2 separate regions of the Rattus norvegicus genome follow, and region 1 is linked to region 2. A link is a contact called in public Hi-C data. All regions are on one chromosome and are shown on one strand. Each heading gives the region's core, a stretch centred on a gene start, on an enhancer-like site or on the middle of the called end of the contact. The rest is flanking DNA. Distances are from core to core; before and after follow the strand shown. Region 1 overlaps Bdp1 (B double prime 1, subunit of RNA polymerase III transcription initiation factor IIIB). Region 2 overlaps Mrps27 (mitochondrial ribosomal protein S27).

Region 1 (6,029 bases), core at 1,154-3,653, 640 kb before region 2:
GTGGCATGTGCTTGTAACCCTGCTGCTGGGCAGACAGAGACAGAAGGATCCATGCATGGGCTCAGGCAGTCTAGGGTTACGTTCAAAGAGGTGACTAGTATTTCTGAGGCTGATCTGAGGACGGTACCAAAGGCAGTCCTCTGACTCCACCCACATTCACCTTACTCCCCACTCATGGAGGATGTAACACACAGATGAAAAACGCATATTGCTATCAGTGTGCTAAAATATGTGTAAGGCTGAAGAGATGTTCTTCTTACTCCTGTTGTTCTTGCAGAGGACCTGGGTTCAATTTCCAGCATCCACATGGTAGTTCGCAAATATAGGTAACTCCTGGACCAGAGGATTTAATGGCCTCGTCTGATCCCCAAGGGCATCTGCACTCACATCATGTACAGATATATGCAAACAAAATATTAAACATAAAAATAATAAGATTTGGGAGAGGGAGAGGGGAGGGGGGCTTATGGGCAGGAAACCAGGAAAGGGAATAAAAATAAACAATAATAAGATTTAAGGAAAAGGAAATCTGCTGGGTTTATTTGTGATTTTATTTTATAAGTTTTGTTTCTTTACTTTGCTTTTCTTTGCTCTTCTTTTCTTTCTTGACAAGAAGGATGTGGCTATATAGCCCAGGCTGGACTCACAAGTCAAGATTATTCTGCCTCTGTGTTCCAGAATGGGATTATAAATAAGTGCTCCCACAGCTGGCTTTCTCTTGCACTATTTTCAACTCAAAGTAGCTTTCTGTGTTGAAAACTGTTTGGTTGAGTCTAAGAGTCTGCAATCAGCCTGACAACCTTGCAGAAACCTTAGTTACATGCCTTTTTTTTAAAGAATGGAGAGTTGTATAGTTTTTCTGTTGAATTATATTAGACTTTTATCTTGTTGTATCATCTTGGCATTTTTGAAGCAGACTACTAATTGACTATTAGTATTAGTTTGTCAGTGGGCTCTTTCTAAAGGTCTTTAAGTTGAGGGGTCAGGGATGGACTTCAGTGGTAGAGCACTTGCTTAGCCTGTGTGAGATCCTGACTTGGATACTCAGCTCCATAAATATGAAAAGAATTGTTTCATTTGATGCCTTTTAAGATTTGGTATCAATATTATGCCCAAGATAAAAGGCATTTAACAGCTTTCACTTTTCCAGTGTGCTCTATCTAGATCAATTTAAATAGCAGCAATATCTTTTTTCCACAAATGTTTAATTTGAGGTATAATTCCACATCTAACTCTAAAGCTTTCTCAGAAATGTTTGTTCTCTGTAGCATGATGGAGAGAATGGAATTTCAATTTACGTAATAAGTGGATTTCTAAAAACTTTGTATATTTTTTTGAAACAGGTATGTTCAGAGGAATTAAATGTTTTTGAGAAAACAGGTGAGTGAAATAAATTTAAATAAGACTGTATTTTGCTAAGTACCCTTGATTTGTTTGTTTGTTTATTTATTTGAATAAGAACCATTAACATGGGTAAAACAGATATCTGATAAACCGTAGATATACTAAATTTTAAGAGGAATAATATCATTGAAAAGGTCCTTATCAATGCTTATTTTTAGAAGTGTTTTCTTATGTTTCACTCTAAGGATTAGAGTAAGACCTTTAATCTATTTTAAATTTAGTTTTATACAGGATAAGAGAGAGCTAACTAGCTCTGTTCTGTTGTTATAGTAACTGGTTTTCTCAGCACTATTTGTTGAAGAAACTAGGCTATCTTCATTGTTTTAGCACCTTTCTTGAAAATCAGGTGTCTGTAGCTACATATTTATTTCTGTTTTATTCTACTGCATTGCATAGCTGTTTTTGTACTAATACATACTATTTCTATTTCTACAGTTCTGTGTTATAGTTGTATTGGTGTCTTTGGGAGAGGGATGGTCTGGTTTATTGTTAATGCTTTCCACGGTAGTTCTAATTTGATTCACCTTTTTGATTCCCAATATTTTTCTTTGTATTCTATCCCTGCTCTTCATACACCTTCACTCCCATCCCCAAATCTCAGTTTCCTTGCCTGCCTTTACATCCATGTTGCTGAGTCCTCTCTGGGTTCCGAATTGGTTCTTTATTTCATTTATTTGGTTCCTTGTGTCTTTGACATAGTAGATCCGTTTTACCAGTAGACGTGAGTTTCTCATGCATTCCCAGCTCAGGAGGAGTCATGCTGACTTGCCTTTTCATGTTCCTTGTGCTTCTGGGTTGCAGTTTGTGCATTGGTGTTTCTAAGACAGTTTTACTGTTTATTCCTGGCTGTCCTTGAACTTATGGCAGTCTTCCTGCCTTTACCTCTGGGTTGCTGGGATTCTGGGTGTGCATCACCACACCCAGGGTCACAGTGTGTAGCCCCAGCTGGCCTGAGACTCACAGAGACGCCTGGCCTCGGGTTCTTGTTTTCGCTGCTTAGCCGTTCTGTGACTGCGAGCTTTTCAGCCGCCCTGTGATCTCATTTTGCTTGGTGTAAAGACTTTTCCCCTTTGGTGTAAAGTCTCCTTTGTTTTCCTGACTTTTGTCTATCCTGGAGTCACGTGATAGCTGTGTTGATTCATTGTTTTGGCAACCTCACTCATCCTCAAGTCATTTTTCTTGATATGTTGTTCTTCAGTCTGTCTGTCTCTGTCTCTCGCTCTCCTTCCTTCCTTCCCTTCCTGCTTGTTTCTTTCTTCCTTCTTGAGATAGGGTCTCACTCTATAGGACTCTCTGTGTAGCCCAGACTGGCTTCAAACTCATAAAGTAGTCTTTCTGTTTAGCCTTTTGGTTGCTAGGGTTACATGCTTACACCGCAGTCCCCTGCTCTAATCGGTAGTTCCTAATAGTCTACTCCACTGACTCTAATATACTGTTCTTGCTGAGCTGGGTTTGTTTTCCTTAAGATACTCCAACTTATTCAACTCATTTAAATATTTCAAATCTCTCTCTATTTTCTCTTTGAAGAGGAGTCTTGCATGGGACAAGGCATTTTCCCTACCTCAGAGAGCACACATGCAACCTCAAAACCTCAAAAGGAACACAGTGAACAAACGTCTCAGAATACAGGGTCATCTGGGTCTCTTGGTGAAATAAAAGATGCATGTGTAGAAAACACCATGACTGAACTGCCTCAGAGTGAGGTAGTATCTGATAAAGAAGAGAAAACGGATCCTGCTTCCAATTCTAAACAGAGGGACAGCGTGACGTCATCTTCAAAACCCCCTCTGACCAGGTATCATTAGAGACTCTGTACTGACTCTCCCTGTTCTCAGATGAGGAGAAACAATATGCAGCAGGCTTGATAGAGGATGACACTCGGTGCTAAGCTTTTCTATAGATGTAGCCTCCATCAGTTGTGTAATGGGAAGACAGTTTAGCCCAAGGCCTACAGAAATAGTCCAGGTATACATTCTGTATGACTGGGGCTTCGCTCTACTAAAACTGACTGGTTAAACAGCAAATCCTTAGACATTTGCACTTCAGTTCCAGTCTGTTTGTGGTCATTGTTTTGATGAATATACCTGGTGTTTGTGAAACAAACATGTAGCTGGGATGAGACAATATAGAGTTGGTGTCGTGTGACTCTGGAAGTTGTTCTATTCATTTTTCAAATAGTGTGTCATTTTGTTTCCTTGTGGCTTTCAGTATGGTTTCTCTTTAGGTCCTTACGTACTGCCGCCACTCATTTTCACATACGCACTTGAAAGAAGCCTTTAGGGGAATTAGTAATTACTGTTGTCAGCTGCATCAGAAACTTTAATTTGGTAAACTAAAAATAACAGGCACTAGCTTTCACTAAAGGGAAAAGACACGTATATCTTTAAAAGACTTATTTCAAGCTCAGCATGGTGGAACTTACCTTTAATCCCAGCACTAAGTAGGTAGATCTCTGTGACTTTGAGGCCAGCCTTCAACTGGTTACATAGTGAGTTCCAGAACAGTGAGAGCCTACATAGTGAGACCGGGTCTTGAAAAAACAAACAAGCAAACAAACAAACAATATCGGCTGGATGCTGGCGCAGGCCTTTTAATTCCAGCCCCTGGGAGGCAGAGGCATGTGGATATCCGAGTTTAAGGCCAGCCTGGTCTACAGAGTAAGTTTTAGGACAGCCAGGTCCACACAGAGAAACCCTGCCTTAAAAAAGAAAAACCAAAAACAAACTTCAAACAATACAGAAGCTCATACAGACCATCCTTAGGCTGCGCCATGGACTCAGCATGTTTTCTAAAACTTGCAGTCCTGGTGCATTTGACTCAGGCTTTATCTGTTTCAGATCCAGAATTCCATGTTGGTAATGCTCCCCAGGTAATTCATGTGCACTTTTAAGCTTAACCTTGTCTGTGTCACAGATATACATCAAAGAGTAGTGTCATCAGTACTTGCTAAAGTACCACTTCAGCATTAATTGAAATAAAATTATTTTAAGAATGTGCCTTGCTGAGTTACTGTAGTGTAGCAGAGCTTGAGAGGCTGAGTCAGGGAGACTTAGCTACATAGAGAAAGGCCTCCTGTCACATCAGCAGCGAAGGGCGTTTGTGTGTGTGTGTGTGTGTGTGTGTGTGTGTGTGTGTGTGTGTGTACACATTTGTCTGAATCTTTGTGTATTCATTTCTAGACCTGGCAGAAGGCCTTTGGGATTTTTATCATTAATATGTCCAAAAAATAGTTTGGAATCTGATGAAGTGACTCAAACCCATAGTAAGAAGCGACTAAAGCCTCATATACCTGTATCACGACGAAATTTGAAAAAACCTAATCCACTTCATGCAAGCCAGAAAAAAAATCAAGAATCTTCAGATCCACTCCCACCACCAAGTGTGACTGAAACTGTCTCTGATAACACTGGAAGTTCTGAAAGCTCAGCAGCTGAGGTATGTGCCAACTGTCGTGTTTTATTGTGTATTAGATACATTTATTATCTGAATAAGGGAAGAAAAAAACAAGTTTATTTTCACTTGGATGTCAGAAATTATTTTAGTGCAACTTCCGTTTACCACAGAAATGCAGCTAATTTAGTATGACCTATTGAAATAGCCAGAATTGGGACACTTACTTGCAGTTCCTTCAATCCAGCTCTCTGACCCATACTGGTAGTGTTATTTGTCTTGGGAGAAAAAGTCCTGACTCATAAAAATTCAAGGAAGCATAAAACTAGAATTTGTTTGTATATTATTTCTATGCATCCTGAGTCTAATGGCAAGTTCTAGGTTGAAACAGAAGTCTGTGACCTTCTATTTGTTACTGCTAAAATATTGTTACTACTTCTCCTACAGTGGTGGGGATTTGATTTGACTTGGGGCTTCATGCATTCTAGGAAGATGTCTTCCTTCCCCGTGAGCTGCCTTGTCAGCTTTAGCATCCCCGTCAGGTGTATTGCGGAACACTTGCAGCTGTTAGCAGTGTGACAGTGGCAGTGCATAGCATGTGAGTGTCTCAAAAGAAGAGGCTCCTTTGCATTGTCCATAGAGTTTAACATCTAGTCGTTGTCTGCCACTTCAGAAACTGAATTACACGTTTAAAAGTCGGACTCTCCCAGCGCCAGCACAGCATCTGCTTCCCTAAATATTCATTCAGTTAGCTTTGTGTATTACTAGTTTGTTTTACTTAATTTTACTTTTATTATTTTGAGATGACATTTTATTATATAGCTTGAGCTATCTTTTTTTTATTCAAATTTGACTTTTTTATTAGATTTTTTTTGTTGCAACTTTTTTTTATTAGATATATTTCTTTATTTACATTTCAAATGTTATGCCCTTTCCTGGTTTCCTGTCCACAAGCCCCAAGCCCCCCTCCCCCATATGGATGTTACCCCCCCCCCCCAACAACCCCTCCTTACCCCCTCCGCAACATTCCCTTGCACTGAGGGTCCAACCTTGGCAGGACCAAGGGCTTCCCCTTCTACTGGTACCCCAAAAAGTCCATCCTCTGCTACATAGGCAGTTGGAGTCCAGGGTCAGTCCATGTATAGTCTTTGGGTAGTGGTTTAGTCCCTGGAAGCTCTGGTTGGTTGGCATTGTTGTTCTTATGGGGTTGCAAACCCCTTCAGCTCCTATAATCC
Region 2 (6,838 bases), core at 2,954-5,453:
TCACTGCCTTTGCGGGTCACCAGACTATGACAAGTACAGTCATACACAGCTCCACATTTGTCAAAACTTATTAAACTGTATGCTTTAGGCATGGTTTGTTTTTATGTAAATACTGCAACAAAACTCAAAAGCAAGGGAAGGTGGGACAGAACAGGAGATAAAAACAGGCATATGTCCATATTCCCAGCACCTGGAGTCTGAAGCAAGAAGAACCACGAGTTTCAGGCCAGCCTATGCTGTGTGTCATCAGTCTGTCTCAAAAAGCAAGCAAGCAAGCAAGCAAGCAGTGAGTTAAAAAGGTTAGACGTAAGTGAGAACTAGGGAACTAAAAACCAGGCAGAAGTGAAATTACACAGAAAGCAAGGAAGTAGTATGAGAAGGGCGACACTAAGAGACACTGAAAACAGAATGACTTCTGAGAGAAATTTAATTTCCAAGAGTACCAAGAGAATGAGGTGAGGTGACATGTAATAGAAAAACACATGCACGTGCACACGCATGCACACACGGCCTGTGAATGTGTATGGGGGCCACAGGTCAGCTGTGGTTTCACTCAGTTCCTCAGGTACTGTGCATGTGTCTGGGGCTCGCCAATTACAGTGAACTTGCTCTCGGTGACACCCGGGGGTCTGTGTGTTTCTTCCTCCCCGGTGTTGGCAATCCAGGCAGGCACCATCACACCTGGATCTTTTTTTAAAAAAGATTAATTTTCTGTGTAGTGTTTTACCTGCATGGTCACATAGCCATATGTACACCATGTGCTTGCAGTACCTGATGTCAGAAGAGGGTGTCAGGTCCTGTGAGAGTTACAGGTGGCTGCTGGGAGCCAAACCCACCAGCAAGAGCAGCCAATGCTCCTAGGCAGAGTCATCTCTCCAGCCCTGCTCTGCCCCACCACTCACCCGGCTCCCTCAGTGCTGGGGATCATCCTTTCTTTCCGGCCCCGCCCTGTCCCCGCCCACTCCCCATCTGGCTTCATTAGGTGCTGGGGGATCACCCTTGGGTCCTTGGGCTTTCTCAGCAAGCACTTTACCAAACCAGCTGTCTCCTGAGAGCGTTTCAGGATTAATAATAAAAGAGAGTCTTCTGCACATATAAGCCCAACAAACAGATTCTGTGTCATTGTGAAATGGGAGAATGGGGTCATCTTAAAAAGAGCTAGGGGGAAAATTAGGAGCTACTTACAAAGGAAAACCAAACCAAAACTTCTAAACAAACCAAGGACCTTAACTCTACCAGGAGAGGGTTTTGGTTTGGTTTGGTTTGGTTTGAGCATAGCATCGAAAGGCAGAAATAGAACTGGATGAGGGAAGGGACAGAATGAACACTAGCAGGCAGTGTTTACACTTAGACAGGGGACAGAGTAGAGACAAGGAATGCAAACAGTATTGCAGCAGTGCTAAGGAAGTCTTCAGAGGTCCAGTTAAGTAGGTGCTGTTCAGAGATGACTTGAGATGTAAGAACTGAGAGTAAATAAAGGGGCCCAGAGAGCAGCTTAAATATAATGTTTTGAAAGATAAAGCTTTAGTATTGGACAATAGCATAGTGTATCACTTTTTCTTTGTGTGCCTCTGTGTGTGTGTGTGTGTGTGTGTGTGTGTGTGTGTGTGTATGCTATTCTAAAGGATAAAGTGGTAAGCGTTAGAATTTAAGTTAAGTAATTACCTTAGAAGAAGGACAATAATCTTTAAAAAAAAAAAAAAAACAGAAATAGAGGATCTAACTTCCATACCAGTGGGATGGGGTAATGTAAGACCCATTCCCTTCTAGCTGAAGCAGGAGAAGGGGAGAGGAGCCTCTCTGCAGTCAGGTGACTGAGCGGCTTTCCCACACCCCACCAGGCTCCCACCTGTCCCCGAGCATACTTCCCTGTCAACTAAGACAGATGCCCTGAGGCATACAGCAGGTAGGAGCTGGGACTCCATAAACTCACTCACCTAAACTCAAAACTGTCTAGGCAGGAGGTGTGCCCATCATAGGAACATGCCTCAAGAAAGCGTCTCGCTGTATCTAAGGGAATTTAACTCCCCAAATAGCACTCTCAGAGAGCCCTCCAGGCTGCAGTCCATCACCACCTGCTACTGTTCTGTGGAAAATGATTGCTCAGCGAGGCAGGAATAAAGTACACTGTAACATTCCACTTTGAATTAAAACTGGAAAAGCCCGTTTGCCTTCTGCACGACTCTCCAGTGTTCTACCACCCCAGGGCCTGGAGAGACCACTTGGGTAGAGATGACTGCACTATACATTTCCTCAGGCAGGAGGCTGAGGCAGGGATGGAGGGGGTGTGGGCATTGGGGGAGGACGTGGGGGGGATCCAGGCCTTGAGCTCTCCACCCATACTCAACTGCAGCTGGTGTTTTCTGAAACTTGACCTTGGGTTTGTTCCTGCAGCCTTTTCCTCCACTCAGCTCCATGTTGTAACGTATCATCTCTCTTAAGCCACTAAGTAACAAGCAGCCAAAACCAAGTACCCAGAAACCACTACCTGGCTCTTTGGTCAAGGGCTAAAGCTGCAGTAACCACGGAAAAGGACAACAGTCGGCCCGTGACACAAATGGTGGGCTGAGCCCTCCTAGATCTGTAGGAAAAACTATGAGGCTCTGGGCCGTGTGGACCCTAGAGTCAGGCTGTGAGGACCTCCTAACAATCTTGATTCTTCCAACCCATGACAACAAAAATAAAAGCAAAAACAACATTAATAACAAGGGATAAGACTAACCACAAACAAAATGACCAAAAATAAGTCCAACTAGACCACCAACCATGGAAAAAACAATAACAACAAATAAAATAAGCCCCGAACCCGATCATATTATTTTTTACAGCTAGGACAGATGGGAAACTAGACACATTCATCACCAGCAGAACGATGCAATCTGCAAATCAAGAGTGTGAGATGCTCTACGAAAGTGAGTTTTCGCAAGCGGGACATGTGAGTGTGTCATGCGGGATGTGACACGTAAGTCCTCTGTGAGTGAAGAACGCATGTTTAACACATGATGAAATGGGAACATGCAGTGTTTAAGGATGCCATTATAGTTTTCTTTAAAAATCGACTTTGAAGGTACATATCAAAATACATATAAAATGACTGGGTGGCAGCAATCTGATAGAGGGGTACAGCATATAGATGAACTCGAACTAATACTGTTGAATCTGGTTTACTCCCATGTTTCTACAATTTTTTTTTTATTAAAGAGTCAAGAGAAAGCACAACTGTATCTGTGTGATTCAGTTGGTTCCTTGTTCAATTAGAGCATTAAAAGTATGTTTATAAGAATACCAGAAATCGGTCAGGTGTGGTGGTGCACACACTCAATCCGGGGGAGGCAGAGGTAGGTGGATCTCTGAGTTCAAGGTCCTCCTGACTACCAAGGCTTACAAGGTGAGACCTGGTCCCTCCCAAAAAAACAAAAACAAACAAACAAACAAACAAAAAACAGTAACAGAAGCTGATTATTTCATATACCTTTATATACAACAATGGCTTTAAAAATGTCTTATCTTGGGCTGGGGATTTAGCTCAGTGGTAGAGCGCTTACAGAGGAAGCGCAAGGCCCTGGGTTCGGTCCCCAGCTCCGAAAAAAAAGAACCAAAAAAAAAAAAAGTCTTATCTTTTTTAATTATAACACACACACACACACACACACACGCGCGCGCGCGCGCGCGCGCGCGCAGGATCTGCTTCAAAACAGTCCAAAGGATTAGGAAGGGGAGCAGACATAAGCTGATAACAGCCGAAAGCAGATGGCGGATGCTGGGGATTCTTTACAGCATTGTCTACTTTCCTGTTTTACACTTTCTCGTGTAAAGTGCTAAACTGCTTTTAGAAAGCAGCCTCTGGTGTTGCAAATCAGAATTTCGGGTGTCTCTGAAGAAAGCCAGGAAAGACAACCCAGTCTCCAGAGCGGGAAGGATGCTCCAGCCTCCTATGCAGGTGTGCTCACTTTGTGATAATTCACTGCATAGGATCTGCCTTTCTGAATGCACAAGACAATGCAACAAGTAGCTTTCAAGAAAATAGAGGCAGCATTTTAATGCTCAAGGATCCTAGGCACCCCTGAAACAGCCCTCTCCGGGGACGGCGGGCGGAGCCAAGAACGCCACACCCGCAGCGGCGCCAATGAGGGCCACAGGAGCAAATGCCTCATATCGGCCCTCCTCCCTCCTCCAATCAGCGAACCCGACCCGAGCACCTCACAGCACTCCCAGAGCGATATCCAATCACCGCGCTCCACATGAGCGCACGCTCTCCCGCGCCTCAGCACAGACGGAAGGGCGTTTCTCGCAAGGACCACACTGCCATCTACTGCCTGACCTGCGGAAATGCAGGAAAGGAGCACCTGGAGCCCTGCTCAGAATCAGAGCTCAACCCTAGCAAACTCAAGCAGTCATGCTATGCAGAAAAATGTGCATCTATGAACCAGAGGAGGTAGCAGTTACACAATGGGAAAAACGTACAGCCTCCGAAGGCTCCGTTTTCTTCCAGGCAGTCTGAATTCCAAACTTTACTTCACATCAAATATACAGAGAGACATACAGAGGGACCCAGGGACTCATCCATTCCACATATTTCTAGGATGAATGTTTAGGAACTAGGCAGACATCAATCATCCCTAACATAACTATAGACATGGACAGTGGTGACATCCGGACACAAACCCAGTTGCCAGCCTTGGGTGCAGAATCCACATCATGCTACTGCGGGAAGGCACAAGACAAGCTACAGAGTAGGAAAACAGTTCTGACTGGAGGCAGAGGGGCAGCAATGACTGGTAATTTACTCAAGCACTGGTCTCAACACGGAAGAGACAATTGGCTCCCTGTGATATTTATGTGTAACAGATTATCATCGTACTTTTTGGCAAACTTATTCATGTGACCAGGACAAAGCCCTTTAGGTTTGTGCCCATATGTCTAAATGATCTAACTGCACCTAACACAAGACACCAACAGTGGCTGGCCCCATTTCCTCATCTTTCCTCCATACCTAGGGAAATGTTTAACCATAAGCTTTCCCAGAATGCATCACTCCTTTATTTATAGTTCCATAGCACTGTGGATTTATTCACATATGGCACATGAGAACGATCTTTGCTATATAGCTATTTGAAGCCACATTAGAATTATCCGAGTGCATGGCTTCTAAGAGAAGAATAACTGAATTCAGAGGACATCTTAACGTATGCATAGATTATTTTTAACTTTCACGATGACCAGAGAGCTGCTACTTTCTAGATAGAAGATATTGTATAACATGCAATGCTATGACTCCCCACAAAGCCCTGCCTCTGTTGGGAACCGAGCTCTAACCATAGAAAGGAGACCACAGCAAAGCCAGGGAAAACCCCGTGCAGATGAATGGGAATTTGAGCTATTGGGTAAGAATCAATGACATCTAATGCCTAGCTCCTGTTTCTAATACAACTCACGAGCATTCCCAAGGAAGGGCTGAGTCCAGGCTAGGGAAGGGAAGGTACTAAGCCTAGAACACACTGTTAAGCAAGAAGGAAGCAAGTGGTGAGAAAGAGGACATGGAAAATAAACTGGGAAAATATATTGGCCAGGCAGCATGGGACACTAGACTCCAAATAATGACAGCAATGAACCAGTGGGGAAAATCCCAGCAATCAACAACCGTCAACACAAAGTATGACCACAGATACATGAGAAGGAAACAGGAAAGGAAGCGAGGTCTGCGGCCTAAGGGGAACACACTGGTGCCAACTAGTAAATAGGCAGGGCAAGTAGGAGGTGGAGAATCGCCACTCTGCAACCTTTAGGTGTAGACTGACTCAGGCATGGACGGAAAGAAAACCTACGGGAAGACTTGAGATGCAGCAGGACACCATCGTTAAGTTAAAGGTCTCCCTGCCAGTCGAGAACACCCGCCAGTGTTGCAGCTGAGAACTCATGTGACCAGGACATGGAGCTGATGTGTGTAGGGGAGGCGGAGAGTCACCAGCTGTGTCCGCATCAGACACCCAGACAGGATCACATTGCCACAGAGTAGTGTGCATGGGAAGCAAAACTGCAACTGAACCGTAAAGAACGGTGAGAAAGGCCTGAGGAATAAAAAAGGGTAAGGAATAATTTCAAATTAAGAACACTTGACTTAAATGCAACATGAACCCAGAATGCATCCTGTATTAGAGGAGGAAAAAATTTGATAAGGGGCATTTTGAAGTCAAGTGACAAAAAGCAAGAAAAAAAGCATTAACGAATGAACTCAATAAATGTGCTGTGGGAGATGACGAGTGTGTATACTGAAGAATTTGAGACTGAAGGCTAGGATGGGTGAAACAGTATCTCAGTTAAAAAACAGCATGTGCACACCTCTCTGACAGGGCGTGCGCACACACACACACACACACACACACACACACACGCACGCACGCACGCACACACACTAGAATGAGAAAACAAAAACATCAAAATGAAAACAAAAAGTGAATATGGGCGAAAGGTAGAGAGGAGCTCAATAATTTTTTGTAGGTTGAAAAGTCCTTCTAGGGGCTAGGGTATGGGCCAGTGAGTAAGAGTGAAAATCTGGGGGCTGGGGATTTAGCTCAGTGGTAGAGCGCTTACCTAGGAAGCGCAAGGCCCTGGGTTCGGTCCCCAGCTCCGAAAAAAAGAACCAAAAAAAAAAAAGAGTGAAAATCTGAGTGTGAGTCCCCAGTCCCCACATCTAAAGTCCAGAATGGTTGTGTGCAGGCCTACAGCCCACTCCTGCGGGGTCGAGGTGCTGAGCTTGCCTGGATTTGTTGGTGCCAGCTCCCCTCCACATTCAGCGAGAGACCCTTTACTACTTTCAAACCTGCTTCTAATTCATGGA

Evidence for each region. Hi-C and Micro-C count contacts between places; a contact is called where the count stands out from the background.
Region 1: a contact with region 2 is called in a Hi-C map of frontal cortex, with 2.4 times the contacts expected there. The contact joins two enhancer-like sites. A contact is called at or near these places in 2 of 12 Hi-C or Micro-C datasets (Schwann cells and frontal cortex).

The regions. Positions count from the first base shown.
Region 1 is chr2:33,117,780-33,123,808 of GRCr8, reverse strand. Bdp1 (B double prime 1, subunit of RNA polymerase III transcription initiation factor IIIB) reads left to right here. Exons shown (of 39, transcript NM_001402161.1): 36 at 1,344-1,380; 37 at 2,932-3,199; 38 at 4,584-4,839. Among named protein-coding and RNA genes, the nearest start is that of Mccc2, 11 kb to the right of the region's middle. Within about 2 kb of position 2,403, at least 23 of the 93 cell types and tissues checked have an H3K27ac peak or open chromatin away from gene starts, as enhancers often do.
Region 2 is chr2:32,479,721-32,486,558 of GRCr8, reverse strand. All of the region lies in intron 2 of Mrps27 (mitochondrial ribosomal protein S27), which reads right to left. Among named protein-coding and RNA genes, the nearest start is that of Mrps27, 8.9 kb to the right of the region's middle. Within about 2 kb of position 4,203, at least 88 of the 93 cell types and tissues checked have an H3K27ac peak or open chromatin away from gene starts, as enhancers often do.